Linked DNA regions of Rattus norvegicus: region 1 is linked to region 2. The links are chromatin contacts, called in public Hi-C maps. All regions are on one chromosome and are shown on one strand. The core of a region is the stretch at or near the end of the contact, and the rest is flanking DNA. Distances in the headings are between cores, read along the strand shown. Region 1 holds the start of Itpr1 (inositol 1,4,5-trisphosphate receptor, type 1). Region 2 has its middle 27 kb from the start of Setmar.

Region 1 (6,790 bases), core at 1,930-4,429, 110 kb after region 2:
AGGCTTCTCACTGAACCCCAAAACTCACCAATACCAGGTAATCTAGCTAGCCAAAATGTCCTCGAGATCTGAGGCCTCTGGAGTGATGGAATTACAGGTCACCGTACCTGACAGGCTTTTGTCTGTGTTTCACACATAGAACTCTGGTCTTCATGCTTGAGGGTAAGGGTTTCAACCATTGATCTATCTGCGTAGCCCTGATCCTCATCACTTCCCATTGTTATCTTAAGAATCTGAGTCTCAGTTTTCTGAATTAGCACCATCCAATAGAATATAACAGGAGCTGCAGATTAAATTTTTAGTCAATTTAAAAAGTAAAAACCAGGAAAAAACATTTCAAGGGTGTGATCCAACATATCCGAAGCCTTGCGTTTGAAGTTTAGGTGTTTGAAACTGTGTATTTTATAAGTACTTCACATCTTTAGAAACAGCTGCATCTTCGGTGCCGAGATGACTGATAGCTACTGGATTGCAGATGCAGGTCTAGGAAAATTCTTCCCAAAAAAATTATGACAGAGAAGCACAGCTCACCCCCATACATCCTTTTGCTGGCTCATAAAGGAGTGTAAGCCACTCGTTCTAGCATTCATCACTGTTAGCATCGCCACACATCAACTGTCCGTCACAAACAATCACTTTGGGCCGTAGTAGAATTAGCAAAAGTACTTTGTTGTGATCTGGCAGCTTCCAGAACTTGCCAGATGTTGAGCAGCACTATCTGCACACCTGACAAAGAAAACTGACCTTGGCCGCTAAAAGGCTCAACTGCTCAGAAAGATATGCCTCTGTTGCCTTCTGTATGCTCAACACACCTTCCATTACAAGGTTGCAGGAAACTTTCTTTCCAGATCTACAAAAATGTGCAGAGAGAAGAGTAAGCCTCTTTGAGTCAAGAGGACTAGAGTTTACAAATGTAAGACCTGATCTCACTGAAACTTGCCATTGGGCAGGGAAGACCATGGATAAACTAGACAAAGGGCTTATGTTTACACTGTGGTGAGGATGAAAATGAGCTACCTGTACCTCTCAACTATGACCAAGTATTCTTTTGGAAATGCACATTAGAAGATCATGAAGCAATCCCCCTCCTCCTTCCCCAGTTATATCATCGTGGGCTGATTTGTTGAAATTGCTTGAAAGTTAGTTAAAGGGCCTTGGAAAGTGGGAACTGTTTGTTTTTATCTGGGACAGGAGAAACAACAGATATGAAAGGTGTGGATTCCTCTGTTGTAGCAAGGTGGGGATTTTCCTGAGGACAAAGGAGGGCAGGCAGCTTGAAGCATCAGACACTAGACTCCCAAGATTGCCATCGGTGCCTTTTGGAAATAACCCTGCATGCTTTAGCTTCCCATGGGCTATTGATGAAATGATCTACTTAGAGAGCTTAGAAACAATGCCTGGGACACAACACACACCCATGAAATGTCCATAATTGTTAGTTTGAGCACCAAATATGCCAATAATTCTTAGCTCTTTTGCCCTCTATTGTTCTTAAAGTTTCACGAGACTTTAGGCAAGGCTGTTGAATCATGCAAAGGAAAAAAGAACAGGCGTATCCTAATGAGTATCAAATCCCTCTCTAGATGGCAAAACTGGGGTACAGAGATGACAGTGGTTTGCCGAAGGGCTTATAGGCTGCTCCTGAAATGGAAGGAGGGGGTCCTTTAAGGAAGGGGTGATGGAGGTCCTGAAGGGCAAGTCCTCGGTATAGGTACAGGTTGGAGTTGCAATGGAGACCGGAAGTTAACCTGGTTTCTACTGCGCAGAGATAACAAACCCAGAATCGGTAAAACACAATAGCATGATGTACAGAAAGAGGACATGGGCTGAGCTCTGTAGAACCATTTGTTTTCATAACAAGGACTGCTGTTAGTAGGTCTTTAGCGGTAGCAGACAGACCCCATTTAGGATGTTATGATATACTTTGGCGCACTCTCATATCCTGGCACCATGCCTGGCCTGGCACCCAGATGACACCGGGGAACGTTTGTGGAATGAATACTTGCAGTCTGGTTTGGGCGGGGTGGGGGGTGGGAGGTGGGATGCGGAGGGAGACAGTGGGATAACTTTGCCTGCGATTCAAACTCTTCTTTCAAAAGCCAAAGTTCTAAGCACTTTGCAGGCTGGAGCCTACACTTATTTGTGGTGTGTTGAAACCCATTTCAGCCCAGAGGCTTGGGTTGAAGACTTGCAGCACACCTCGCCTGGACGCACACATCTTAGTATAGCCGCTTTCTCTGAAGCCCTTATTTTTCTGGTTTGCGGTTTATTTACTTGAGCATTTACAGATTCCAGGAGCAAAGGGGTCCTAGAAGCGGGGTCAGGACCAGGTCGCGGTTTGTATTTCTTTCCTGCTTCGCGATCACAACATCAGCCAAGTCACAACATGGTTCCTTTATTTGCTCACTCGAAAGGGTTGCGTTCCTTTTACCTCCCACCGGGCGACGAAAGACAGACACAGCTCGGATTCAGAAAAGGGCTTTCACACGATTACCCCGCATCCTCGATAGCAGGGACCACCTCATTGCCAGACTTTTCATGCAGACACTAGCAGGATCCAATAAAGAACTGGAACAGATTTAATAAAGACAAACTTGCTTCTTTAATCCTTGACCGCAAAACACTGGCGTTTTTGTGCCTCGGATTTCTGAAATTCTTGGCTCCAGGACACAGGACGCGCGGGGGTGGGTAAACAGCTTGTAAAAACTTCCCAAAGTAGTAATCCGAGCTCTTCCTCTCTCTCTGGCCCCTAGTGACACCTGACTTTAGAAAAGGGACAGTCAAAAGAGAAGGGTTCACAGGGGTAAGGGACACCCTGTGGATCGGGCTTGCCAAACCTGGGGAGTTCGCTGCTTAGACACAGGTTCGCAGCCCCAGCCTTCCCGCTCGGCGCCCCTCCCCCGACCCTGGTCAGTGCGCGGGAGTCTATTTAGAACCCAGCCCCAGAGCCCAGGGCATTCTGGGACTTGTAGTCCTTCTGCGCAGCCCCAGGCGCCGGCAGGACCTGGGAATCGGACTACATTGCCCAGGGAGCTTCCGGGCCTATATAAGCGGCCGGGAGCTGCTTCAAAGTGCAGTAACCATGTGGATGTTCTGCTGAAGCGTTTCCTCAAGCCTGCCGGGGTGGGAGGAGAGGAGGAGGAGGTGGTGGTGGAGGAGGTGGAGGCAGGGGGTGGAGAGAGAGAAAGCGCACGCCGAGAGGAGGTGTGGGTGTTCCGCTCCCATCCTAACGGAACGAGCTCCCTCTTCGCGGACATGGGATTGCCCAGCGGCTGCTAACCCCTGTCCTGGTCCTGATCCCTCAAACCGGCGTGGCTCCCCGGTCACCAAGGTAGCTGCTGGGGCCGGGCAGAGGGCTCGGGGAGTTGGCACTGGCTCCCGTGCGCTGAAGTTTTTGCCCTGATCACTGGGAGTTCTTGGTGGCTTTGCATGCACTTATGCACTTGGCGTGTATTTTGGGGCTTCTTTCCCTGCGAGCAGTTTTGGGAGGCGGTCTGATTTTTTTTTTCAGGCTTAAGTAACCCCAAATGTCCTCGACTCTAGTGACCGGCTTCAACCTCCTTCCCCGTACTGAAATGGCATTCCCCCAAGTTGGAAACGGCTGGAGTGTTTGCAGGAAATAGTTTTCCCCCCTGGGGGGGTATTTGAGGGGGTGTCATATGAGTTTGCTCAAGGAAATAATCTTTCTAAAAATGTAGCTAGCCCTGTTGCGCTGCTTGGCTGGTAGGATAATGCATGCGTGGGGGCCCCCGTGGGTTTAAAAAAAAAGGAAGAAAACCGGAGGAAGCAGGGGCGGGAGCGATGAGAGAAGTGTGGACGGAGCTCGTGCCCAATGAGGACGCGGGTTTCACATACTTGGCCTCCACGCGGGGAAACAAGTGCTTTGGGATCTCAACACTTCCTTTCGTCCACAGTCTCTTCCCCCCACCCCCCCATCGTATTCGAAGTTTCTGCGTGCCTGATCTTTCTGGTCAGCTCCGGACGGGAAATAAGCATGCTGGGGTTGCTTTTATCTGGGGGCAAGAGATCCCTCCAACTTGACTGCTAAATTTGGAGGTGGGGAGTGGGATCTGCAGGAAAAGCGAACGGAGACTAAAAAAGTCGAAACCTGTCTTTGGGAACATTCTGATAGACCGTCGCAAGATCCCATACTCAGTCTTCTTTCTTTGTAAATATTTAGGAGCTGACTACAAAGGATTTGCATCCTTGGCTGGGAGTCCATTGGCTACAGAGTGCCTGACCTGGGTCAGGTGAGTGTGGGAGCTGAGTTCTGTAGTCAAGAATGTTTGTTTGTTTGTTTGTTTGTTTTGTCCTAAGCATTTTGTAACTCCGCTTGTAACGTACATAGAGGTAGAGTAGGGAAGAGAAAGAAACTGTGGTCAAAATTGGTCATGGTCTTGAGTAAAGATCCAGTGACAGCTACTTTTGAAGGTTGCTTAGAATCGAAGCATGGGGGTAAAGGGGTGGTGGGTAAGCAACAGCAACAAGCAGTAAATTGCGGTAGATTGTAAAGTGGGTGGTCCCTTACCAGCCTGAAAGGCACCCTCATTATTTAGACTCCCAAAGATGCAGAACTTTTCGTTTGCCAAGATCCCTAAGCAAAAGTGAGATACTCCTCCCTTTCACAAACTGTCACTTGGTTCTGTTCTGTCGTGGGCTTTCACCACGTAACCAGAGTGGGCTGGGTTGCAAGAAATGAAAGCGACAAATTGAAAGAATGAGAACTTAACAGGAAGTAAGAGCTTAAAGAATACCACTGTAGCTTCCAGGATTTCACAGGAGCCACCTGCATATCAAGGAACCCAGCGTGCTTCTCTTGCTTTGGTACCTGTTCCCGGATGAGGGGCTGAGGGCAGTGTTTCTGTCAATATAATGACATTTATCACAGCCCATTCCTAGAAAATAAAGCCTCTCTCTGTAGGTACACAGACGCCCCTATGGTTTCAGGTTTGTCTATCAAGTTTTTTCTTCTAAAATGTCTGGTAATTGAGTAAACAACAGGTTAATAGGAGTGGGGAGCTGTGGGCAGCTGGTCCTTGGTAACTTCTTTAATGTCCTAAATATTTAGCTGTTCCCTGGGCTACAATCTTTGGGCTTTTCTAATTAGTGAATGAAAGCCAGATACTTCATTATGGTAGCACAGTGCTTTTGTTTCCTGTTGATAAGGTCCTCAGGAGTACTGGTGGAGTGGGAAACATTTGGATGGGAAGGCTAGTTCTCCTATGGACTAATGTCTGTGTTGATCAAAGAGGGGTCAGTCTTCTCTTTGAAGTATGCTACAGACACCGTTAACTGGTCCACAGACTCTTCTCTATCTTTTGCCTAAAAATAATGAGGCTGTCCCATTAGGTTAGAGCAAGCCAGGTGCAAAGCTGTATATCACAGAAGACCTTAGATACGGGTGAAGAAACCGAGATTCAGAATGAAGTCACTGGGCAGCCCAGGCAGTAATGTGTACCACTTGTGCTTAAGTTTATGGGGAGAGAGAGAGAGAGATGCTAGGAAAAATAGTGAACCCATTGCTCTTAATGCCTTAACTCTGATTTATGTCTCACCAACAATGTACCAGCTATTTAGTTTGATGTAAGAAGGAAATGATACAGCCCTTGGCAGGGATAAAAGAATGTAGTTATTTGTAGGAGGATTTAATGTTGGGCTGAATTCATGTTAGAAAAGCTCTGTGTGTGTGTGTGTGTGTGTGTGTGTGTGTGTGTGTGTGTGTGTGTGTGTGTGTGTGTTTTGAAAGCTTGAATCAGGACAGTTAAGAAGGAAAACCAGAGGAAACCCAGTGTCTACGTGCAGTGTTAGTCCTGGCTCATAGTTGGAGTAGCTTTTGGTCATTCCCATCAAGGCACCTGAGCAGGTTGAAAGAGTCAGGTGTGTCTCTAGCTGAATAATTGGAAATCTTAAACTGCTTCAGTTCAACCTGTGGAATGTTGGTAGCTTGTCCTGTGGTCTCTGGTTTGCCTGGTTGCTAGTTGTATGCAGTGTTTTTCTTCTCCATTTCTTCTTCAGTCATGTGGATGTATGCATGTTATGAGTATACATTGAACGTATAATTTGCTCCTTGACTACATCAATTCGAAACAGAAAATCCCATCAAGATTTCCTTCTATCCGAGCAGGGCAAGTTCTTTATGTTCCGAAAGACTCACTCTGGCCTCTCCATCGAGGCCCATGAAAGTCACCGAGGTGCTATCACCCATTCAAACATGGCTCCTTTTGCCAGCCTTCCTTGAAGAATATGAGGCGAGGGGTGGCTTAGAAGAGAAATAGGTTAATGCCACAAGAACGATCTATTGACTTTGCCCTCCAAGTGTTTTCAGCTGCAAAAGCACTAGACTGTGGAGGTGGGGGGCAAGAGTGGGACGCCCTGGAACTAATTCAATGGTGTGCAAGGAATGGACTTGAGAAAAATTCACATGGCTTTTTAGCTCATAATGATCTCATGGAGTTTCTGTTGACTTTTTTTTTTTTAATACAAGCAGCTTTTTTAAAAACAGACCAAATGAAACAACAGATACCAAATATGAACAACAGACCCCCCCCCCAAAAAAAAATCTACCAAAATAAAAGCAGGCCTGGAGTTAGGTTTCTAGGTCAAGCTGTCCTTGGATACTTCTAATTAAGGAATCTACACAAGGACAGTGTCCTGTCTTGTCTGCTTTTGGTTTGATGTTTTAAAATATAATGCGTTTGCATTCGCAGATCTCTGATAACTAAAATTGCATGCAGTTGTGTTAGCTCTTTTTTTTTATTTTATTTATTTCTTTGCTGTTGAAGTTTGATGA
Region 2 (6,194 bases), core at 2,941-5,440:
CCCTGTGTAGGGCATTTGACATGGGTACACCCTTTCCTGTGCTGGAAACTGCTACAGAGGGCTGACAATATCCATCACTATTTAAATAGTTGTGTGTTTTAATACAGCATATGGACTCCAGGGATTTCTCCTACGAACATACTGCCACAAATCGGCAAAGATAAATAAGTAAGAACTGGTCTGCTGAAACACTTTTCTAAAAGTAAAGATTAAAAAATAATAATAATAACCCAGATACTTAGGGTAAAGGAATGTTTAAATCAAATCAATTATTTTAAAATGAACTATCCCTGCCTGGAGAGATGACTCAGAAGTGTTTTTTTTTTCCCCAAAAAAGTTCCAGTTGAAAAGATAAAGAATCGTTTTGAGCCTCTCTTCCTGTCCTTTACAAAGCTGGAGCAGGGGAGATGATGACTCAGCAGGTAAGAGTACTGGTTGCTCCTAAAGTGGACCAGGGTCCAGTTCCCAGCACCCTCAAAATGTTCACAACTGTCTTGGAGCTCCAGTCCAACGGGATCTGATACCCTCTTCTGACCTTGGTGGGCACCAGACACACTTGTGATGCACAGACATACGTGTAGGCAAATCACTCACACACATAAACTGAAAACAAATAAAAACGAACACCTGAACATTGACTCAAGAGAAGAAATGATGTACCTCATCTTGTTTACCTCCTTCCTCTTAGCAACCCTAAGTCCACAGCACCCCAAAATGAAAAGGTTCTCCAAATTTACAGAAGATTTGCTCAAAAACAGTAAGAAAACAATAAAATAAATAACTACAAAGCCCGTCTAGCCACTAGAGGGAGAACATTACACAGAAAAGCACCTTCAGCGGCTGCCTTTCAGTGAATGTGGCCACAGGAGGAGGTGCAATTGTTGGCAGCCACAAACACTGCTCAAACCTCAGAGGCTACAAACAGTAACCACTGTGTTCCAGTCTTTGCCTGCCCTAATATGTCGTGAAGCAAAGCCCTCCGCTAATCCGATTATACACATGATAGCGATTGCTGTGATGGTGGGTTTAAACCACTCCACTACCACCGAACTATTTACAACTGTTCTGGAACAGAAGCAAAGGGAGCTGGAAGCTGCCCCCAAACTATTTCTTAAGGAACAATGCTCCATTTTGAGCACAGCAGTGGAGGTAAGAGAGCAGGAAATGCTTTAGCTTTGTTTCACAAAGACCAGGGGACTTAATCATACACTTCTGCAGACTTTGACTGAGTAAGCACGGTGAACACATTGTTCTTCCCCTTGTTCTGAATGGATCTCAGGTTCCTCTCTTCACTTCATTCATTTTATACACTTGAGCCTGGCACAGATGAGCTGACAATGTATTCGGTGGTCGCCTTACTTCCAGCAAGATGACCCTTTCCCGTATAGCCACCCTTCTTCTACTTCACCTCTAAGACAAATTCACGTCTTTCTTGAGAGTCATCTAATCATTTGTAAAATAAATAAATAAATAAATAAATAAATAAATAAATAAATAAATAAATAAATAAAACCTAAGTGGTAAATTCGGCAGGAAGGGGAAAGATGGGCGCAAAACTGTGTCTTTCCAAAAATGCCGTGGTCTTAAACTTGGATGTCTCATTAACCCATTGGAGGAACTGAGATGAGGCAAAGCAGAGATATTCTGAGTTGGGACTGGACTTAAGGCAAGTCAAGGGTCTTTGCATAAATCACCCTGCACTACTTTAACAGCCCTGCCTGGCTTCTATGTCGGCTACAAATACATTCACTTAATTTTCAAACCTTAAATGGGCTGGTGAGCTCAGTCAAAAGTCAGATCTAACAAGTGGTGGGACCAGATTAAAATTATTGAATTGGACAGCCAGAAGCTCATGTTCTCAACCACAAATCCATTCACCCACCTCCCACCTGGCTGTTTCTCCCTTTAGGGCTTATGCTTGACCTCAAAAATCTCTCAGACTCCATCCATAATTCCTGTCACCAAATGCACAATAAAATCACAGATCCAATACTACAGTAGCGACAAAAAACAATAAAGCCCTGATCCTACCTCATCCCACAGCCGCCCCAGGGTGCCTTGCAGACACTTACAGTTTCTTTTATGCCTCTTGGGAATAATGACCCAAAACAACTAGTTCCTCCCACCACTGTGCTCCAGATCAAACTAGATCATGGGCATTAAGCACTCAGTACAATGCTGAGCACCTAGGAAGCGCCTGAAATTGCTGGCTGGGAAGCAAACTTGAGGAGGTGGAGTAATCACAAGCCAGAGCACCGAGAAGTCAAACCTCAGCAGGGACGAACAAAGTGGGTGCTTCAGACAGCAATGGCCTGGCCCCTCTCACTGGCTTTGTAATACAGCCATCTCCTAAAGAGAAGACATAAAGGACACACAAGGTCCCAGACCACTGTCCCCTCGAATGAAGGCTTCCATATTGAGGATTCTCGTTTGACATGCACGAATACATGGGGAACACTATCGAAGTCTGACATTAGACTGATTCCCAGCCATTAGACTTGTCCACACACCAAAGTATTTTTCAAAGGCTATGTGGAAAACATGACATCCCATGGCAATTTAAACCATTCTTAGAGTAATCTGAGCTCAGTTCTTGCAGGTTGTCCTCAGAGGGGCTGGAGAAGGGAGGGCCATGCTCTTCAAAGACAAAGACAGTTAGTTACTCTGGGACCTTGCTTTTCTCCTAGATAATTCACTCTCAAAGTTCTCACTCCTAGACATGACAGAGTACTCAAAAGAAGTTATATAACACGAAGTCTCTCGAAAATTCTACAGTACATTCATGTGATACTAGGAATTAATAATAATAATAATAATAATAATAATAATTTAATAATGCTGGAAACAGTGCTGACTCACTGACCCCCGATGATGCTGGAGATCCTCAGAGCCCCACAGTACATGCTGAGCTAGAAAGAACTGTACCCTGTGAGTCCTTTCTGCCAACCCCTAATTGTTCCCTTGGAAATCATCTTAATCTTTAAATGTGGGAGTTGATGAAGTTAGAACGGAGATCCTGGACCTGTAATCACAGAGAAAAGGATGAGTTTAAATCATGATCCTGAACTAAACCAAAATCAAATCAGCTCACAGAAAGTTTCACCGGCTGACCAAGATCTCGCCAACCAGCGCGCTGCCTTCCCTTTTCTGCTCTTTGCTAAATTGCTATGCTCATGAGTAACTTCTCTTTTAATTGAGATGCTGAGGAGCAAACTAAGGGCCTTGGACATGCCAGGTTAGCACTCTGCCGGTGAATTACAAGGCCAGCCTCCCAAGAGGCACTTTGATCGTGAGGTAGGTTAAATAGGATGAGCTTCGGAATTACAGACAACAGCAAAGACCAGATGCAACTTTCCTTTCGTATATACACTTTGTGGAGCAGACAGACCATGTAGTACAGAAGGGATATTTGCAAAGTCAGAGGTCTGGAATACAAGTTGTTAATTAATGGGGATCTGAGTCGCATTTTCATGTAGCCTTAGTTCATTTTTCTCTTCGTCTATAAATATAACTATAGCTGACCAGTCCTACCTGATGGTATCTATCTCTTCCTCTGCTTTATTTTTTAATGTGTGTGTATGTGGAGGGAGTGTGTGTTTGTGTGTGTGTGTAGTATACATGTATGAGCACACATAGGCCACAGCATACCTGTGGAAGTCAGAAAACACTTTGCAGGAGTCAGTTCCCTTCTTCCACAATATGGATCCCCAGTCAAACTTCGGTCATCATGCTTGGCAGCAAGTGACCTTACTTACTGAGCCCCTCCTCTGCTTTTAATAACACATTCATAACAGAACTGAGGACCTAGGAAACCATGATGAGCTTGACACTCCCTCTCCATAATTCCCATAGGTAGGCATTATCACCAAATATATTTTACCTTAAGGAATGTTACCTGCCTAAAGGTGGCTCAGGGAAGTAGATAGGAACAGAGGGACATGACCCCCAATGAACTCCTTCAACATGATGCTGAAGACAATTACTGAAGGATAGAGACTCAAGACAAATTTTCCTGTGTCACTTAAAGATAGATAAGATTTTATTTGGCAAGTGTTTAAAGGAAACAGACTTGTAGACTGAGAAAACAAACATCAGGCATGAACAAAATGCAGGCAAACCTTATCAGCTCCTGAGGACGGCCTCATCTCTCTTCCTCTGGCAGCCGTTTAACTGGTTTCACTTTTCTCCTAGGTTGATTCTGAGCTTCGAATAGCACTTTGCCGAGATGCCAAACTGACATGCTAGAAGTCACACTGATAGCTTCCATTCCCCTCAGCAGATAAAGCACAGTTTGTCAAGCAGGGTCTAGATTCAGGCCAGGAGAGCAATTCTATCTGACCTTCAATTATTCTGAAATTCCAAAGACCCAATGAACCAGCCTTCTCGTGATGAAGGCTTTGGGGTCAATGACCATTTGGGGACAGGTTAGAATCTGAAGGTGGCCATTTCTATCCCTTGCTGTTAATCCCTTGGACTTTCTGAACTCAAGTAGGGCAAGTTTCAAAATCCAGCATTTCTTACTTCATAGCCTACCTAAATATCATCTGTAATGATTTTGCTTAATCAAAAAAATTAATTAAACTCTGGCTCTGATGCTCTAAACAGTGGGGGAAAGGAGCTCTGGCTAGCTGCCAAGGTTTCATCCCAGGCTCTCAGAGTTAATAATTTCCATGGTGTTTTAAGCATGAGAACACCAAAGGCCAGATTCTGACAAACCTGTGGAACTAACGTCTGTTCTGAGGACTTTGTATTGCAAGAAGCAAGTTTCAACCAATAAAAATGAAGCCATCAGTCAGGAACCTGACATTTGTGGCCCTACCTGGTATTAGCCGGAAAACTTAGTGATGAGGGCTGAAGGGAATGAAAATGTGTTGTCAGTGTGCCTAGCAATCACACAATTCTGGGAAATCACCCTAGGCGTGATGGGGTGGGGATGGAGTTATGGAACTTTCCAAGGGACTTCTGGGTAAAATGAGGTCCCTAGGAAGCTGCAGCTCCTTTCTCTCATACACACTCCTTGTGTACTTCTGCAGGATCATTCTTCCTCCCATGTATACTGCACTCCATCAAGTAAATTTTTCACTGTGTGCATTTTAACCATTTTTTAGATTTACTTGGTTTTGTAATGTGTAGAGTTTTACCTTCCTGTGTGTCTGCATCACAAGAATGCCTAGCCTCCACAGGTACCAGAAGATGTCAGATCCTCTGGAACTGGAGTTACAGGTGACTGTGAGCGGCCATGCCAGTGCCAGGAACCAAACACAGATCCTCTGCAAGAGCATGGCACAGACCTATAACCTTAGGACTCAGGGCCAGAGGATATAGAATTGTAGGTCATCTTAGGCCACGCATCAGGCGGGAAGCGAAGGTATCAGCAGGTACAGGTGCTTGCTGCCAACCATTACTACCTGAGTTTGAGCACCAGGACACACAGCAGAAGATTCCCACACATGACCTCCATGTGTGTTGTGGCACATAAACACACACAAGCATAAAACGTAATAAGAAATGTTATTTTAAATGCAAATATCGACTTCTTCCCTAGCACTGTACAATTTAGCAGTTCCAGAATGATCTTTCACCCTCTTTAGAATGGACCTCACTTACACAAAGTCTGCTCCACCTGTGACATTTTGGGTTTGCTATTGTTTTGGGTGCCTCCCCCACTCCTACTCCCACTATACTTCCTTTTCCGGATAGCTAGCCTATAGGTGAGTCCTTCTGTGTTAAGATAAAGGCCCACGGAAAGGAGGAAGAAGGAAACATCTACATATAACATAATTTCAAAATAAAAAAAATTAAATAAGAATCCCTCTACAGTGCCTCATAAAATTCCTGCCATTTTGGAACAGAAAGCAAACGATGATTGTTTCCAAAATATCCCCTGTCCTACATCAGCTATAGATTTAACTGCATGGAAAAATTTCTAAGTGCAACTGGAGAACTGAAGATAAAGATGATTTCTTTAGTAAAGCTGATCACCAGAGAGTGAGAACACTGGGATTCCCATGATTGGAGAAAATATTTTACGTCAGCATTCAGTTATCAGGGAGGCCACGGAAACAGAAGCGGCCACTCTGACGCTATTTTGAACCCACCATTTCACCACACCCATGCCCTAATCAACACCTCTTGAAAGAAATAGTACCTTTTATTTCACATTTTTTTTTCCTGAAGAGCAATGGACAACTGAA

What was found. A called contact is a pair of places that touch in the nucleus more often than the background predicts.
Region 1: a contact with region 2 is called in a Hi-C map of kidney, with 3 times the contacts expected there. The contact joins the promoter of Itpr1 here to the enhancer-like site in region 2. A contact is called at or near these places in 6 of 12 Hi-C or Micro-C datasets (the A7r5 cell line, the Rat2 cell line, Schwann cells and 2 more).

The regions. Positions count from the first base shown.
Region 1 is chr4:142,740,261-142,747,050 of GRCr8, forward strand. Itpr1 (inositol 1,4,5-trisphosphate receptor, type 1) reads left to right here and starts at 3,180. Exons shown (of 62, transcript NM_001007235.2): 1 at 3,180-3,331; 2 at 4,181-4,250.
Region 2 is chr4:142,625,916-142,632,109 of GRCr8, forward strand. No RefSeq gene overlaps it. Among named protein-coding and RNA genes, the nearest start is that of Setmar, 27 kb to the left of the region's middle. Within about 2 kb of position 4,191, at least 3 of the 93 cell types and tissues checked have an H3K27ac peak or open chromatin away from gene starts, as enhancers often do. A contact at or near this core is called in kidney, where this site is marked.